Regions from separate parts of the Ovis aries genome. Here region 2 is linked to region 1. Evidence: chromatin contacts called from public Hi-C data. All regions are on one chromosome and are shown on one strand. Each heading gives the region's core, a stretch centred on a gene start, on an enhancer-like site or on the middle of the called end of the contact. The rest is flanking DNA. Distances are from core to core; before and after follow the strand shown.

Region 1 (2,773 bases), core at 114-2,613:
ATATTTAGTGCTTTCTTAAAGCCATATTTGACTCAAAATCTAACCCTTTTAAGATAGTCCTAATGTGATTGCCTGAGTCAGTCAAGATTATTTACTGTTCTTGAGTTTAAAGAAAAAAGAAAGTCATGGAATTTTCATGAAGGAAGCACCCCAGGTCACCTTTCATGTCTATTAACCTGATATTGTGCTGTCTACAAATCAGCGTTCACTTTAGCTTTTCTCTCTGTAAAACAAAGCTGCTGTTATTTGTTGCCCTCCACGTTACATGGAAATATTTGATAAATGATATCCCTGAACATTTTCAGGAAGATGGCATAAATAAATGGGCCAAATTTCAGGAAATACATACATATATATAACACAAGCAGAGCATAGAGGGGGTAAGAAATCAAGAACAGCAGAGAAGTCCTGACTCAAAAATTAGACAATGGGGATAATCCTAAAGTGAGATTTTTGCTAAATGGGAAGAAAAAGAGAAGGTTCCAATAGAATCTTTCGCAGCGTTATGCCCTGACACACTCCCTCATGTGCTTAGTGGTAAGGCATATGAAAACTTTAGTATTTGTCTCCCAGATTCGCTATGTCTTTGGACTCTGTCTTATAACTGGAATGAGCTTTCTGGCCCCCCACACCATTCTGGCAAAGTCCTCTAGGGTATTTAAGCATGCTTGCTCTCCAATGCTGTTTCCTCTGTGAGGGCGTATATCATCCACAGCTAGAAATGACCCGCTTTTTCACTTTGTTCATCCTCCTTTGAACATACTTTCCCCCAAACATTCATCACATTACGGCATAACTCTAGGATTATACCAAGCTATATATCTATAGGGAATGTGAGCCCCTAAAGAGCAGGGACTGTATGTGTCCTACTGATTTTTGTGTCTTCTGAGCATTAAGCAGAGCCTTTACTTGATTGAAAACCTGATGAATGGATCAAGTAAACAGACAAAAACACAGGGGCAACTGTGAATGTTGTAGCATCCTGTGACAAAGTCAGAATGAAAGGTTTAGAAAGAGCCTTAGGAATTACCTCATCTAGTCCCCTCGCTTTGCAGATGAGGTTGGGACCCAGACAGCTAAAGGGACTTGCCCGAGGTGACGCGTCTCCATTGTGTCAGAGTCTCCAGGCCCCCTACACAGGCACTTTTCACCTCCCCTTGGATGGACTTGGCTGCAGCACCCCCCACCCTTAACCCTAAATACTCTTGCTTTTTCTAAGAATTTGGAAAATGAATGTGCAGTTCTTTCAATTTGTGTTTATCCGCATATGTGAGTTCCTGCTCTGGTGCTAAGAGTAGAAGGAGATGTCAAAATAGCTCTCTCAGCAACGCTGAGTGTACAGAAAATGAAGCGGAAATGAAAAGGGTGCCTTCAGAGAGGATGTCACATCACCAGACTTCGGTTTTGAAGCCACCAGAAGGCTATGGTGTCAGCAGAGAGAAGCTGTTTTCTTTTTCTTTGGGCCACACTCCAAAGGCATATGGGATCTTAGTGCCCCAACCAGGGATTGAACCTGCATCCCCTGCATTTGAAGCATGAAATCTTAACCACTGGACCACCAGGAAAGTCCCCAAGAAGCTGTTTTCTGATGAGGATTTCTTACTATCCTGAATAAGGTTGGATGTGTGCTAAGGTCTGAGCAGCAATGCCTGGCAGCTGCTGGGCCCTGACCCAAAGATATGGCATTATAGCTCTGGGACAGGGGAGTGGCCTGAGGCAGTACTTCTGTTTCCCCATTTCAGGGAAAGTCTGATTGCAAGCCCAACTAAGGACCCACTTGAGGTTGCTGTCATGAATTCTGAGTGAGACAATAGCTTTATGGTGGCAGCTACAGAGAGTATGGAGGGGTAGGACTAGTCAGGGCTGGGCTTTGTTAGGAGGACACAAGTGCACAAAGAGAGGGGATGGGCATTGAGAGCATAGGAAAAAGGCTGACCCTAATAATGGACTTTTGATCTCAGTAGGGAAGGAGGTGAGGAACAGTGAAAGGGTGGTAGGATCAAGTGACTACAGGCTCTTGTAGCACTGAAGAATTATTGAAGCTGAAACAGACATCTCACATTATGATAATAGAAGGCAGCGATAAGAGGTAGTGACAAAGTCGGGGATATGACTCACAGACCATAGGAGTGAGTAGCTGCAAAGCTTGGAGGACAAGATCATTGCAAGAGGATGTCAAGAAGCTGAAAGGTCATGGTATCATCAATACGGATAATAAAATAATTAAGAATTATGACAAGAGTGTTGTTGGAGTGACAGTGAGCCAGGAATAAGGTCGAGTCTATAGAGCAGCTCAACAAAGAGAGCTCATGGGGGTGTCACTGTAGCAGCTACAGCTGCCTCATTCTTGCAAGAGAATGTGGACCTGAGCAGTGGAAACAGGACTCTCTAACATTCCAGATCTCTGTCACAAGGCCTGAAATCTTCCTCTATCTGCATTCCTGATAGAGCTATAATTGCCTGCTCTCTGGAAGTAAAGGAAAAAGTCACCCTTTATGAAACTCATCTGTCTTGATTCATACCTCTTCTCTCAAATGAGGGATTCTTATAGGAACTTGGCCTTTTCCCCATGACTGCTTGTGGCATACTGCATTTTTCAAAGATGGCCACTCCAGGACAGAGCCATCCCACAGGCTCTACTTACAATGTGATGCTGACACTCCTTCATCGAGAGGTGGAGTCTTGTTTCCTCCCTTAAGCCTGGATGGACCTTTGTAACTGCCTTAACCAATAGAACGTGGCACAAGTGATGCTGTGTGATTTCTGAGGCCAG
Region 2 (2,726 bases), core at 119-2,618, 370 kb after region 1:
GTAAAAGATCTGATTCAGAAGGACTGGACCTAGTGTATCTTCTCTCCAGTTTCTCTCTTGCGAGTGCTTGAGTGAGTGATAGTCACTCGGTTGTGTCTGACTCTTTGTGACCCCATGGACTGTAGCCTGCCCTGGTCCTCTGTCCATGGAATTCTCCAGGCAAGAATGCTGGAGAGGGTTGCCATTTCCTTCTCCAAATGCCTTTCATGCCCCTCTCACAAAAAGGAGCAATCCCTAATGGTGGGATTTTGGGGCACTGGGGTGCTGCCTGCATCCACTCAGAAGCCTGCATGGTGGGTAGGCAGTCAAGTCTGACTGTTCATTCTCCTCCCTAAGCACAGCTCCAGTCCCAAGACACATCCCTTTAATTCCCATTGGCCACTGGCACTTTACAGAATTTTTGCAAAGTCTCTAAAATTCTGCATGGATGAGGTACTTGCAGCTCCATTCTAGGGTATAATGGTTTCAGAAGGTACCCTGAATGATGCTCCATAGATATTAGGTCTCAAACCCAGTTCTTCTTACCTTTCCCCTGCCCCAACCCAAACCATTCCACTTCCAGAATGCCAGGTCACATTGGTCCATCTCCCAATGGACTGCTGAATGCTTCTTCCTCAGACTTGGGGACTGAGGAGAGAAAAGGGGTCAAGAGCCATGAGTTCTCCATGTTTCTCAGCAAACAGGATTCTGGACCCAAACTGGACCCAAAGGGTCTCAGTTTTACTCATGGACAATACAAAGTTAGGGTCAGATGCTCCTCAATGCTCCTCCTGGTTCTAAAATTCTGTTTTTGATAACTGCATTTTTCACATTCCTTCAAAAATATGTGCAGAAACATTAGTAATTTTCAAATAAAGAAGCTATAAAATGTACAATATAATTCTTTTGAAAAGCTACTTTTCAAATATAATCAGTATTTAAATTAGCAATTTTTTAGCTTTTTTTTTTTCATATAATGGCAGTTCTTTCAAACAGGCAAAAAAAATCCAACCAAAGGCACTTAAGAAATTACTTAAGAAATTATAAGACCTTCTCTGGTGGCTCATATGGTAAAGAGTCTGCCTGCAGTGCAGGAGACCGGATTCAATCCCTGGGTTAGGAAGATCCCGTGGAGAGGACAACTGGAGTGGCAACCCACTCCAGTATTCTTGCCTGGAGAATCCCATGGACAGAGGAGCCTGGCGGGCTATAGTTGATAGGATCACACAGAATCGGACATGACTGAAGTGGCTTACCATACAAGAAATTATATGTCATTGTATTCAGTTTGAAAACTTAGCCGATTTGATATTTATTCTTACTTAATTTACCATCATCAGCTCTGGCCTGTGTGGCTTGCAAAGCCTCCTAAAAATTTGTGAAAAGGGCAAGAGTGCCACCTACTGTTGTGTATGTTGTGTTTTTTGTTTTTTGTTTTTTTAAACAGCTACTACAGTCTGGTAAAATATTCCTGTTATTTAGACTGAGTTTGCTTAAGTAAAAAGATAATCATATTAGAGTCAATGGTAGTTGAGGCACCCATGAGTAACTATAAACTATATATTGTGAATGCTCCAAGGAGGAATTTGATCTTTGTAGAACTATGCCCTTCACATTCATTCACTTAGAAAAATAGTTCAGGAAATCCTATACTTAAGAAAAAAAGACAAATCATGGCGTAACATTAAAGAAACTTACTACATAAGTGTAAGTATGTAAACGTACAATATAAGTATACTGCATATACTTAAAAAAAAAGTCTGCTGCTTTCTTGGCCCCATATGCATGTATTCCTGATTTTTACATAGTTTACCACCACTGCTCCCCACTTAGTGTTTTACAGTTAGGAAAGAAGAAATCCTTTTCATCACTAGTTAAGATAATGATCGAGTCATTCATATGTGTTCAGGTATAAAATAGCCTTCATTTCCAGAAGCAAAGTTATACACAGCTGGGTATTCAAAGTAAAGCACTAATGAAAACCAAATTCTGTTTTAACAGGTATATAATTTGTCTCAAAATATTCAGGAAGATGATCTTCAACACTTGCAAGTATGTATGTCTCAAAGAGTGTATGCCAAAGTATTGAAAATTTAATTCCTACATTATTGTTACTTTACACCAGTAATCTATAATATTGTATGAAGATTGACTGTTACATGATTTTAAACAGATACATGACTTCTTAACTAAAAGAAATTTTAATGTATACTTGGTCTTAAAAATTAAATGCTTGGCTTTCAAATGATTTTAAAGGCCCTGACATCTAGTGGTCTGATATAGAACAGCTTTACAGATGTCTTCTTTCAACGTCTTTGGGGGCATTATTTTAAATAATTTGATTTAATAGTTATTTACAGAATACGGCAGACTTGCAATGGAAGAAATCTACCAGAAACCATTTCAGGTAAATTAAGTATTTTATCATTAAAATAAATTTATCTATGAAAAGCTGTTATCTTGTATTTCTGAAGATATAAGAACATTATGCCAAACTTATTTTTAGCAACAGATCCAGCGGAATTGAAACTAATTTATGGTAGAGTCATCACCAACTTAACAGTAGCAATTTACAAGAAAGGAAATAGAACAAATGATTATAGATTGATTCTTAGAATTTTTACTTAAAGAAGTTAATAACATTTCTCTTAATTAAGTGTTAATTCCCAGAGTTGAGATAGTCATGTAAACTTCTTGTATACATCATAAACTACTGCCATATTATTGGTTGTGTGTGTGTGGGGGGA

Evidence for each region. Hi-C and Micro-C count contacts between places; a contact is called where the count stands out from the background.
Region 2: a contact with region 1 is called in a Hi-C map of liver, with 7 times the contacts expected there. The contact joins two enhancer-like sites. A contact is called at or near these places in 3 of 16 Hi-C or Micro-C datasets (liver and tail adipose tissue).

What each region holds. Positions count from the first base shown.
Region 1 is chr3:85,450,543-85,453,315 of ARS-UI_Ramb_v3.0, forward strand. All of the region lies in intron 4 of GALM (galactose mutarotase), which reads right to left. Among named protein-coding and RNA genes, the nearest start is that of SRSF7, 27 kb to the left of the region's middle. Within about 2 kb of position 1,364, at least 8 of the 54 cell types and tissues checked have an H3K27ac peak or open chromatin away from gene starts, as enhancers often do. A contact at or near this core is called in liver, where this site is marked.
Region 2 is chr3:85,823,848-85,826,573 of ARS-UI_Ramb_v3.0, forward strand. It overlaps ATL2 (atlastin GTPase 2), which reads left to right. Exons shown (of 13, transcript XM_027966920.2): 5 at 1,981-2,031; 6 at 2,330-2,386. Among named protein-coding and RNA genes, the nearest start is that of ATL2, 56 kb to the left of the region's middle. Within about 2 kb of position 1,369, at least 1 of the 54 cell types and tissues checked has an H3K27ac peak or open chromatin away from gene starts, as enhancers often do. A contact at or near this core is called in liver, where this site is marked.